Regions from separate parts of the Drosophila melanogaster genome. Here region 1 is linked to region 2. The links are chromatin contacts, called in public Hi-C maps. All regions are on one chromosome and are shown on one strand. The core of a region is the stretch at or near the end of the contact, and the rest is flanking DNA. Distances in the headings are between cores, read along the strand shown.

Region 1 (6,711 bases), core at 206-2,705, 210 kb before region 2:
TTCTGTGTGTGAATTTTTATTCGTTTCTCTTTGCCAATTGATTGGAAATATTTCTTTTCATGTTTTTCAATTTGAACCCAAAAACAAGAGTGCGCAGCGATGGAAACAAGGGCTGCTGAAGCCCCCTCGGCCCCTTGGCCACCTCAGTATTTCGATAGCAGAGTGCTTTTGAGCGATGGCATATGAGCTCCCCCCTTTTTTTGTTTAGATAATAATAATTTCTGCCATTTTATTTCTGTTTGCTAGGGGCTCTCGTCTCGATTTATGTTCTCTGGCTGCCCGACAGCTAATGTTAGCTTATAAAGCTTTAATTTATTTTGTTTTGATTACTGATGATTATCGTGTCCATAAACATACTCGGGTTTTCTCTTATGAGGATTGCTCGAGTGGAACATTTCGGAATTATTCCCGATCCCATGTTATTGAATTATATAGCTGCAGTTGATATCAATTTTGATTTGGACAGCTTTACAGTTCAGGAAAATTCTAGGCACCGTCTGCATTTTCTTTTACCACTTTGCAGGCAGATTGTAAGCCAGCCGAGCTGTTAATGTTAACTAAACGTGATTTCTCTGTTCAATTTTTGCAGATTTCCCCTGGCTGAGCTGAATGCAGTAACATTTCAGCTTGGGCGCCAAATTTGAATTAAAGCAGTTAACATATTAAGAAAACAGGTTACTGGATGTGTAGAAAATATTACTTATGTGAAATAAAGACAATGATTAAGAGTTAAGCACAATTTAAAAGTCGAGATATTTCTGCGAAAAAAAAACGATTTCGTCTTGAACAACATGAGATGCATACAATTAGTTATACACTTCATTATGCAACCAAATTGCATTTTGCAAACAGGATATAAAACTAATATTTTACAATTATTCAGCCGGCTGCAACGTTTTATTTGTCAATGAATAATTCATTAAAGCAATGTGGCTTATAAGCGTAGCGCTTCCCATTTTCCCTAGAAGATTGTTAGACTCATCAGAAGTAATAAGCCACAAACAAAAACTTGGTCCTAATACAGGCAGCCCTCTTATACTATTATGAGATTCTATTTTGCAAACAATCACTTTCCGCTTTTTAATAATAACTAAAGTTTTGTTCTGATAATGACAAATATTCGATATGTTCGATATGACAAATATTTAAACATTACTAGAGCCATGATAAATATTTGGTTTGCAGTTGTCTTTCTTGATTTTTCCCCGCCAGCGAGTGTTTCGTTTTCAAATGTTCTGCTGCGAAAGCAGTTTCTCGCATGCGACTTTTCATGCCTCTGAATTTTCTGCTCGCTCTCTAACTCTCTCCGGCTGAGTTTCCCCGCCTGCGCAGACCCACTGACACAGTGATAAAGAATGGCCACTGATAACAGCGCGCCGCTGTGTTAGTGCTAGCAGAGAGAGTACTGTTATGGCGTATGCCGCCGCACAGGTACGAGGCTCTCTCTGTACCGCTCGGCAATCGCTGCTCGGAGGTCGGCGGTCGCGTTTCCAGTTAAACTTTTACCGAAAAGGCGGACGGACGGGTCTTGAAATCAATCGTCGGGCTCCGCAGTTTCTACGCGATTCGGCTCCTGGATTCCTGACAGCCTCCCGCGGAATTCAGATATTCGATTCGTTAAAAACCGTCAGAGATCTGAATAAATAAATACGAGTGAAAAAATACACGCAGGAATTATTCAAATGGAAATGGCGAGCACAGAATTGCAAGAAAATTATTGAAACCACTAGGAATCAAAATAAATAAATAGTGAAAATATTTTCAGCAATTACTCAAATGAAAATACCCACAAAAATACGCCAAAAATCGTATTCGTGCTACTTGAAATCAATGAAAAATTCAATGCTATTAGTGTGTGCAAAACAAAAATAAATTGCGACCAGCATTCGCATGTGTCTACATAGGCATGAATGGAAAAGTGCTCAAGAGTAAATAGGCCGATAGTCGAAAGAAAGAATATATCTTGGACAAACTTGTGCAGTTCCATCTCGGATATTTTCCAACGCCAGTGCTATTATTAAAGTAATTTTGTGCGACACTTGCCACCTGTTCGACGACTTTTGGAAGCACACGCAATTTATGCAAACGACTTCGAGAAGAAAGCCGATCCGATCCACAGCCAAAAGTGAGAGTGTCGCCAGTCGTTGACCCAGTGTAAGTCTCTGGTCAATATTGTTCTGGATTTGTGTGCCCCTTTGAATAGACCCGCCACATTTGACACCTTAACACCAATCTGCGGACGATCTTGTTATCGCCGAGTGTTTGTCGGAGATTTAAATATAGATTTATGGCAGGCAAACATTAATTGGATTACCCGCTTCGTCTTGGTGGGGCATTTGAGATGATTGACCTAGACCAAGGGGAAATAAATAGGTGCCACTTGCGCCGATTGATGTGGTAACTTCCCCGGCGAACTTGTTCAGATACCGCCCTTTTGAGGGCCCTTGAAGTGAAAAGCAGCCACTGATATGCACAAACACTTCAGCCGGGGGCGTAGCTAATCAAATTACAAAGTCACAAACCGCTTGATTTGATAATTCAGTTAGGTTACGGCTGTATTCCAAGGCATCTGCCTGTAGCTTGCCGCAGATGCTGTCGATTTGCCCGCGCCTCCAGGAATATGCAGCACTTTTATCTTTAAAGTTGGCAAATTACCTCCGCACAGGTGTGCACCCAACGTGCGGCTGCGGCTTTGTGTATAAATTTACACTTAACTGCAAAACAACAAGCTTAATTGCCCGAAACCAAATAAAACTCAGCATCCCAGTGGATCTGGTCGAGTGGTCCTGGGCCAAGTTCTTGAGAACAATTCGAGTGCCCAGCAGAAGGGTATATCGATCTGAAGAAAATTTCATTAATTCGATATAATATATTTTTCTGGATTTTGCTCAAGAATACGCAACATCGTACAGCACCACCAGTTACTACCATATTTCCCAATTATCCGAAAAGAAACTAAGAGTACTTTGACCACCTATTTAATTGTATCAAACCACCATCAAAATTCGGTCAAGATCTATTTAAAGGCTAAATGAGTTTGTAAACACTGAAAATTGTATATAAAATCTTTTTCGACCTCAGAGATAGACAAAAAGCAAACAGAATGGGTATCTTCCAGTTGCGACAAGCACTGGCGCTTGCTCAAAATTATTTCTTTGCAATTGCAACAACTGCTGCGCGCATCCTTGAACATGAAAAGTGAAACGAGAGTGCTGCCAAAAGATGTCGGGACAATTCGGGCGGCACTTACACTAATTACAGCCGCCGTCACTTAAAGTGAGTCACGGCCACATGAGCCACACGTGTTTTGCGTTTGCTTAAAGCATTTAGGGGAGATGTCGGAGTGACACAGTTTTGCCACCGCCGGAGCTCCAGCCCTTCTTTCATCTATTGTAAATTGAGTCTCGAGGAAGAATGGCCAGCACAATGGGGCGTATGCGTAATACGGTCGACAGTCCTCCTGCATTCAAGCTGCATTGTCTGCGCTGAATGTTGCTCATACGCCAGGGTGGCTTCTACAAAGCAAACGGAACGCTCAAATCAAAGGCGACAACCCACAACAATGGAGCTCAAAGTGCCAGCGGGCATGGCGGAAATATAAAGTAAACTATTGTTTTGCACCATTGCGTCAGTGTTTTCTGCTCTGCGTGCTAGTGATTATTGCGCATACGCCGCGTGGCCCTCTTACACCTTGGAGATATTGTTAATAAGCTCTTAATTATTTTAGGTTAATCATTGGGCAGAGTCAAGCTCTTCATTTGTTGGCCAAAAAAGCGGTCATTCTGCCATTGTCTGCGGGCCTACTGCCCACGCTTATCGTAATGGCCGAAAAGTTCTAATCGAGGCAATTAACGTGGCCAAATTTAATTTCCGTCCCCAAATGCTATCAGTCCCAAGAACAAAAACACAGCGAAAAGAAGACGGAGCGAGCGCTAGCTTTTTATTTACAAAATATTAGTTCATGCCAGCCATTGGGAAATCCATCATGTAAGCCCGGGATTTCTTAGTTGCATGTGTTTTTTTTTTGTTTGTTTTGGGCTTCCCTGTTTTTGTTTGTTCTATTTGTTTGCCCTCCTCTCTGCTGTAGCCCTGATAAACGAACATAGCTCTCAGGTATTTTTACTGAAAGTTTGAGGAGTTCATAGGGAATGCGACCGCCTTTGAGTGGCCATTAAGAAAATTACTTATGTTAATTAGTTGCCACGGCTAATGAGAAATCTCAAGGATTTGCAGCCCGTGATAAGTCAAATTTAAAATGGGGCAGAGGAGAAAAGAGCCTTTTCCTGATTATCCACCTTCCGTCCCAATTTAGCCCTGTTGATTTATGATGCTAGACTTACCCAAGCGAAATCTCAACTTGAAAGTCAATTTCACAAAGCCCCGGGCCTTGCCATACAATGAGAATTCAATTTTCCCCTTACTCCCGCTCTCTCTGGAAAACTGTAGAGTCGGACCCTTTGATTCATCAAATTGCATTTATTTGCCAGATGAGCGAGCTGCAATAAAGCAACAGTTTGTATTCGGAAAATTGCATAAATAAATAATACGGCACAATAATTGAGGAGCCGCCCGAGTTAGCAAATAGTCCAGCCTTACCATGCAGAAGAAAACCATTTCGATTTCAATATTCCATAAACTACAATCAACCCAAGTGAGCTAGGCAATGGTGTAATATTAAATTCGAATAAGAGAACCATCAGTTTAGGCTCGAATCGAATTATTCGAAACCATTGTTTTAAATTGATAGCAAAAATAGTTTCCTGTACTATTTAATCCTTTAGCATTGCCGCTTATCTGTTTAACCGGCTATTGAATTATGTTTCCCATTTCATTTGTGATTAAACATTGGCTTTTGTGAAAATCCCTTAACCTATTTAATGCAATGCAGATGTTTGCGTTAAAATTAAAACGCTGCAATGGATTTGTTAGCCTTAAGCCGTAAAATAATTAAAAACGTAATTAGCTTCGTGCAATTCGCAAGCATTAATGTATTCAAAATGCCGCCAGCTGAGATCGGATTGGAGCGAAAATTGGGAGAGGGAATCCGGAATGGCTTTCAGGTCAGTGCGTCAGTTGGGAATAATTTCATTAAAATCAACTTTGGTTGCCCAGCCTGCGGTCAGTTGAAAGGAGATTAATTACTGACTTTATTTTGGCTGGACAGCAGGCGACGGACGGCCATCGCCTGCCGACTATATAATACAGTATTGACACATAATCGATGGTTGTGCAATTTATGAAAAACTAATTAAGCCGCATTAATGCAAAAAATTAATTCAAATTGCAGCGCTTTGGTGAGAGTAATAATAAGCAACATTTAACTCCAGTGCACAATGTATCTTAATTTCGGGCATAATTAATGCCTGCAATTAAGTTTTGTTCCCCACTTTGGCACCTACATGTACATACATATATATATAGGTATACATAGTGGGCACACACACAAGCACTGGGAGACGTAAACAATCCACTTAACATGCTGGGAAATACCATTTGATCCTGCCATCCATCTCCTGCCGCATTGCGTATACGCAGCGTGGGCCTTTGGCAACATTGTGTCACGCACATTATTGATGGGCCGGCTCAATCGCTTCCCCTTGAGTTTCCTCCAGGGTCTCGGTTACAGCTTCTGGTTACGGTTTGTGAAGATGGAGCCGGAGTTCCTCTCCGGATTCTCTACGGCATCTGGGCAATTACGGCTCGTTGGTCCCTGTTTATTAAAACGACATAATTGCGAATTTAAGTCCGCAGCTCATCGCTGCCTTGACTGCCTCCAATCAAGTGGATCATCTGCGGCCTGCCGTTGGCAGATTTGCGATTTTCACTGCCCAACCAGCTTTCGAAACTTTTCCCGGGAAATTGGCATACGCAGCGCTCTGAAACAGAGAACTTTGGCCTTGCCCACAGAAACAGAAACGCTGTCCGCACGCCTCTTTTTCAATTATGATTAATCATCAGTAATTAAAGCCATGAAAGCGACCTTTGGCGGATATACAAATTGATTAGAAACGGACACGTGAGTGGCGGACATGACTGGCAAGTTGTTAAAAGCTAACTAGATGATTGGGTTGCAACAGCAGAATAATTAAATTATAATTAAATAGTAAAAATAATACAAATAATAATAAGTAACAATAGCTGCCAACGATGTTATATAAGTGGCACATATGTTGAGACATAACTTTTGATCACAACCCAACCTCATTCGTTCCTGATCATAGGGACAGACCATAGTGAGTCAGGCACATTGTCTTTTATTGGCCAAATTGTACACCCTTGAACGAGCGCCAGTTCTCAAGCACCGGCGCCACAGAAGTCATTCAGCATAAATCAGGGCAGCGTCCTTCGGCCAAAATAGATTCTCAAGTGTTTTGGCTTTTCATTAATTAAATTGCAGACCACCTTTCTGGGCCGGAATGTTTATGTTTTGATTAGGCATTAGGCAGGGGGCACAGGACGCAGGGTAGAGAATCGAAAACATGTTTCTGCTAAGTGCAGGCCCTCGAGTCCTTCGAGTGGATCCTTGATCTCCTGTCTCGAGGGTGCATTATGGGCGGCCAATCAAGATTGGGGGCATGCCCCACAGACCCATTAATCAGAGCCAAATGTCTGGCAAGACAGCCGCGAGTGTTGGCCCGCTACGCTTTTGATGGCTAATTGCATACAAGCCAGGCGATTGCGTTCCGTTCCGCCAGAACACGTAATTGTAGA
Region 2 (6,205 bases), core at 2,954-5,453:
TCGGAGGTGTCGTCATTGACACGCGTGGCCATTTGTAAACACTGGAAAAATTTCAAGATTGTGTTAAAAGAAACCCAACCAAAATCTAAAAAAAATAATGATAATTGAAACAAAATTTCTTGTTTGGAAAAGCATCATTCAAAGTACTAAACCCCCTTTATTATATCATCTTCAAATATTACGAAAGTTCTTCCAAAGATTTCGCTCTTCAGAAATTCTCCTCCAGTGTAAACCCTCTTACCACTTGACCATCATTTGAATGCATTTCCATTTCAATTGAGCGCGGCAACCGAAGCATGGAAAAGCTGAACAGCGCAGGTTTCAATTGAAAAGTCGTGCCCCCGCCCCCCTTTTCCGGGTTTCCCCACCGCCCATGTGATTTGTGTGGCAATATGTGGCGGCGATCGCTGGTTGATTCCGTGGAGTTTACGATGGAAAGTGTTTAGGAGCAGAGCGACCATCCATCCATCCATCCATCTATCGGCAATTGCAGCTGATGAGTTGTGCATTAACCAAATGAAATGGGGAAAATAAATGGAAACGAGCAGCTGGAGGTCAAGAGAGTCCAGCTGATTGAAGCGGCTTTTCCGAGGAGTTTTGGGTTCATTTTTCAAATCTTTATTTAAACTACAGTGAAGATCATTGGTGGTTTAGTATTTACTCAAGAACTGCAAACAAAGCAAGATACTTGGATTGTTTGGGAAGCCAATGCACTTAATCCACTCGAAGGGCCATTAGAAACGAGGCCTTGGAGTTCATTGGGGTCTTATCAGTTCATTGATATGGAATGCTTTATAGTTTAAACGATGAGTGGAACCCGCATATTTTCGCTCCAAACATAAAGATAAATGGAAAGAGGCCCAAGGCAATTCAAGTTGATTTCCAGATCGCAGAACAAACATTTCATACACTTGGCTTACATTTTTTGATAGTTTCAATGGAATCCCGAAGTCAGGGACGGAAGCATATATTAGGAATTGAGCAAGAGCAAGAGAACTCATATCTCTGGTTTTCTATTACACCCTTCCCCTTTTTGATAAGCGAGGCCAGCAAAAGTCTGAGGAACGACGATAAGATAGGCGAAAAAGCCAGCTAAAACACAATATTGCCATTCGAATTCGAGTCTGAGTCACCGCAGTCACAACTGTTGAATGCACTCGACCAGCAAAAAATGAAATACACAAATACAAATAAAAATAAAAATAAAAACAAAAACAAAAAAGTAAAAAAACGCGAAAAGTACATTATTTGCATATCAATAAAGCGGTTCTGTTCGCTGCAAACGAGAAATAATTCAAAACAAAAACGATGTACTTTCGTTGCCAGTTTTTACTTAGTTGATTAGCACTCTTAGCAGAGCATATCCGGCCAAATTCATATTAAAAATGATTTTGTTTAAACAAGTGTACAGAAATGGCGTTCTTGTGATGGTAAAACATCAAATTTGGACACATATTCATATCGAAAATCAAATGATTCACTAAGTTGAGATAGAGTATTTCCTCATGTCCTTAATTCGCGGTATTGTCATGAGCAATTCTGCGAATCCCAAGTGACTCATGAGCGATCCATCAGGTCTGGCAAAGTGGAGAACATAAGGGATTAGTGGCCAGAGAAAGAGTTCTATGCGAAGTGGCTGGTGGTAATGGGCCAGGTGAGGGCGTGGTCCCACTCCCATTTCCAGCCCACACCAAAGTCAATTACGGAATATAAAAATGCAGGCGTGGCATGGGCAATTTATTAAATTGTCAGGAAAGCTTTGGCGCGAGGAGTGCTGGAACCCCTTAGACGTGGATATGATATGATGATATGATAAGATAAAGGCCGAGCAAAATGTGGCAAATAAGAAATCTGATAAAATGTTTTCATTTGGCGATTCATTTGCGTTGACCATTGATTGCCATTGTTGCCGGTTTTCTGTTTTCTGTCTTCTGTTTTCCATGTTTTGAGTTTTGTGTTGGCGTTACATAAACGCCGCTCGGAATCACTTAAAGCAGCGGAAGAAAGCAGCTTTGTTTGGGATGCAAATGTAGTAGATGGGTACACAGAGAGCTGGCCTTTCCATTGTCCGCCGTCCCATGGAAATTGTTCATCAAAAGAAATCAGAAATCAGAAATCATTAGTGAAACGGCTGCGGGTGCGGTGCATATTTTTTTATTTTTGAGGCGCGGTCTTTCAATCAGCCTCCATTATCAGAAGGCAACATCGCAGAGGCGAGGGCTTCTCAATCTTGGGCTCCATCCACAAAGAAGCCACCACAAGGTTGAAACGCACATTAAGATTTATTAATATTGTCTGGACTGAGCAGCCCCTTAGTACGAGTAGTGCCTATCGATCCCGGATTATCTCTCCATGGAACCAACTGAACAGTAGCCAAAGGGTCAGCAAAGGGTCGGAAAACCCATAGACGAGTGGAATACACCAGATAAGCTTGGAAAACACAAAAGAGGAGTCAAAGTAAGCTTTCTATATTCAGATTTACAACGGGTTTCAAGGGTAAACAAATCAATTTGCAATTAGCAAGTAGCTTCAAAATTTTTAAACAGGTAACACTAAAAAACGAAAGCAAAACATTACTTTATATCTTTGTAAATCCCTTTTATATGAATAGTTGGATGGCCGAAACACTTAATTGGCCCTCATTCAAAGGTCCGTACAAAAGAGTTAATTAAAATGCTAAAAAACCGCAATATTTTCATCGGATTTCGGCCTGAATCAGAGGCTTTTTTTAGCTGACCCGGGCGAGATGGAAAATATCCACTAATTTGCATCGCAGAACATTTGTTCTCCAGTTCCCATTGTGAATTTGAAAAGTTTTCAGGGGGAAAATGAAATTGATGGCGGCATGAAGTCATCAAAACGCAGAAATTCTATTTCAAATGCCTTTTCTTCGGCCACTAAAACCGGTTCTCATACAAAGTGTTTTGTTTTAGCCCATGTTATATTTGTTTGTTTGTTGTCCAACTTTTGGTTTATTGCTGTAAAAATCGTGGTCACAGAGTGTTAAAAACAACAGGGCTTTAACACAACACCGTTAGTCAGTCAGACGTATATCCAGGGTATTAGATTCGAGTCAAGAGGAAAATGGAAAACCAAGTGTCCTTGGGCTAAGATGACACACCCACCCCGAAAAGCAACAAAAACAAGAAGAGTTTTTCGGGCGCACAAAATGCGAATGTGGCGAGCAAAGGCAGACGGCAAAAACAGGCGGGACCCACCCCGAAAAATAGGACAGAAAAAAAACAACAAAATGGAAAAGAAACTGCAGTTTTGGGTAGTTGAACGCGGGGTACTCTTCTTTAAAGGTGTGAAGAGAAGAGAAAGGTCTTGTGATGAGTTCTAGGAATCTACGATAAAATCGAGCTGGCATATAAGCATTTATCTCTAAGATCTTCACATTGTATCGGTGCAGTTTAGTTGATCTTTAGTTTTCGAAATGAAATCCTTTTTACTTACTATCTACTGCTAGATAGATCGTGTTACGGCTCAAATGCCCTTCCTTTATGCGGGCATACTGGCTGCAGGAGCGAACTTACTGTTGTTTTCCATGATTGAAGCGATTCCTGGTGGCCAGCGCTTCCAGCAGGTTCAATGCACGCTGTGTTTTCTGTTTTTGGTTTCGTATCTTGAAGACGGGTTTATGAATCACGCGCGTTAACCGCGAAAAACGGAAGGTAGGAATTACCTAGAACTCTATATACACGAGTATTTCTCGACGTGTTTTTTATTTTATTTATTTTTTTTTTTTTTTTGACCCTGTTCTGCTCGCAGTTAAATTTCAACAAAGAGTAAGAGACGGGGCGCGCGTGCGAGCGAGAAGGAGCGAGCGCATTTAATTTCGCGTCACGTAGAATATTTTCCTTTTTTTTTTTGTTGATTTATTGCAGTTTCCTCTGCCGTTTTTCGTTGCACTTTTCACTGCCCACCTTGCTTCGCTTCCTTTTCGGCTTCGCACTTCTTCTTATTCGCTGGCACGCACTTGCACTTCGATTTGCTCTCCACACGCATTCGCATGCACTCAATTCACTCCGCCTTTCCAGCGCGGCAGTGCGTCTCCGCTTTTCGCCACTCACTACTCACTTCCTTCGAATTAAATGCGCTTTTGCCACAAAATAAACGGGCAAATATAATCCCAGCAAATCGCCAAACGAGCGAGCGAAACGCAAACACGCCGACGAACTCCCACTACAACTACAACAACCACAACAACCGTTCGCTGCGGCTGCGAGAGTGGGACCAGCGGCGGCTAGCGACGAAATACTTAGTCCCTTTTGGCGCGAGCGGAGACGGCAACCACGGTTCGCGGCACGGGTTGTGGTGTGCAGGGACTCCAACCCAGTAGGGGTATTCCACCGTAGGCCATTACTTTCAGCTATTTTTAAAATTTTACAATTAAATGCAGCAGAATGTTTAATCAATGTAAATATTGAATATAACTAAATATATTAATAATGTACTATTTTGTAAATATATCGTCAGCAATACTTCCATTTGGCTTCACATCCCATTTTAATATATGCATTTTTAATTTCATTTATAGTCCAGTCATAACCAAATGAAATAATATAGATGTTTCTTTTTTCATGCCATATATGCATTTATATTTCATGACAAATTAAATTAAAGCCCATTGAACAATTTATTTTAACGCAGTTCAGTTGATTCATTATGATAGAATTATACTTCGCTCAAAACTAATTAAATGAAAACCGTTTGCTTCAAATAATGACATTTAAATTCACTTAAATAAATTTCTTTAATATATCTTTAACAACATGCCATTTCCTAGCTCTCCATTTAAACTTCTTTCAAATAGCAAATATAAAATTGAATCACAACTTCTGTCTTGAATAATTTTATTTTAATTCAGTTGTTGTTTGCATGAGTTGCTCTTGAAACAATCTGTTTTCATAAATAAGTGTAAATATGTTAGTTGTAGGCCACAAGAAGACCCTTGGCCACCTCCTGGACTTTCTCCTTGCCCGCCAGCTCCTCGGCGATTTTGAGGGCGAACTCGTAGGCGGTGCCAGGACCTCGACTGGTGATCAGATTGCCATCCTTGACCACCGTCTTGTCGTCCACATAGCTTAAAGAAATAATCAAAAGAAATGGGATGAAGATCATGGGAAAATAAACTTAAGAGGTGGTATACCTATAGTTATTCACCAGCTGGGGCTTCATTGAGGGATACGAGGTGAGGGATTTCCCGGAGGCGACGCCGTGCTTGGCCAAAACGGTGGGCGCGGCACAGATGGCGGCGATGAGTCCGCCACCAGACTCCTGGCTGCGCAGCAAGTCACCGACCAGCGAGGACTCCCCCATGGCATTGGAGCCACCCAGTCCGCCGGGCAGCACCACCACATCGAACTTATCCGAGGCAACCTGGGCCAGCGAGGTGTCCGGCAGGATCTGCACATCCCGCGAGCACTTCACCGCTTCCCCGCCATTCAAACCGGCTACGGTGACCTTGATCTATCATATAGTAAGTATAAGTATAGAACAGAGTGATTTAATGGAAAGGTTGAGAGCACTTACGCCCGCCCTTCTCAGAACGTCGGCGGCTATGATGAACTCCATCTCCTCCGCTCCGGGAGCCAAAATCACCAGCGCGCTTTTCGACATCTTGGTAAACTTAGAAAAGTGCCTTGAAATTTGAGGAAATCCAAAGAAAACCATGCAGATACGATAGCTTATCGATAGCGCTGTTCTGGAACGCAGCTTTGAGTTTTCCTTATCGAGGTTTCAAAAACTGAGCGGCAAACTAAAACACTTGTATAATTTGGTTTGACTTGCAGTTAGGCGACTAATTTGATGCATTTAAAACTTCTGTTTTTCACAGGAAGTTAATATTTTCATTCTTACTCAAAACAATGTTCTGCATTATATTTTAAAATATTAAGACTTTGAAATCAGTTGATTTTATTTATATGAGAAAAGGATTGCGTCTATGCTACGTGCTACACAGAAATGGTTTGAAACCTCATTAACAATTCTAACAAGTCTTGTTCTTTAAGTTAAAACCGATAACATTTACTTGCTCTCTATATTCTGTCGTATTACATAAATTTATATAAACTGATCACTGAAATATTTTTATATTTGTTTTCAGTATAATATCGATGTTTATATACCACGGTCAAATCCTATCGATACCTGATGTGGTTGCCAGACCAAGTACAGCTGCTCCTCCCTAGATCTCTGTCTA

What was found. A called contact is a pair of places that touch in the nucleus more often than the background predicts.
Region 1: a Hi-C map of the Kc167 cell line shows a contact between it and region 2, with 2.2 times the contacts expected there. The contact joins the promoter of 5-HT7 here to the promoter of cindr in region 2. A contact is called at or near these places in 7 of 107 Hi-C or Micro-C datasets (the Kc167 cell line, the S2 cell line and embryo).

Annotation. Positions count from the first base shown.
Region 1 is chr3R:31,011,619-31,018,329 of dm6, reverse strand. It overlaps 5-HT7 (5-hydroxytryptamine (serotonin) receptor 7), which reads left to right and starts at 1,455. Exons shown (of 3, transcript NM_001276202.1): 1 at 1,455-2,154.
Region 2 is chr3R:30,806,615-30,812,819 of dm6, reverse strand. It overlaps cindr (CIN85 and CD2AP related), which reads right to left and starts at 4,203. Exons shown (of 7, transcript NM_001276200.1): 1 at 3,537-4,203. The coding sequence starts at 3,549. dj-1beta reads right to left here and starts at 5,703. Exons shown (of 3, transcript NM_143568.3): 1 at 5,536-5,703; 2 at 5,153-5,472; 3 at 4,842-5,086. The coding sequence starts at 5,622. The coding sequence ends at 4,930. It overlaps wts (warts), which reads left to right and starts at 6,201. Exons shown (of 8, transcript NM_170524.2): 1 at 6,201-6,205.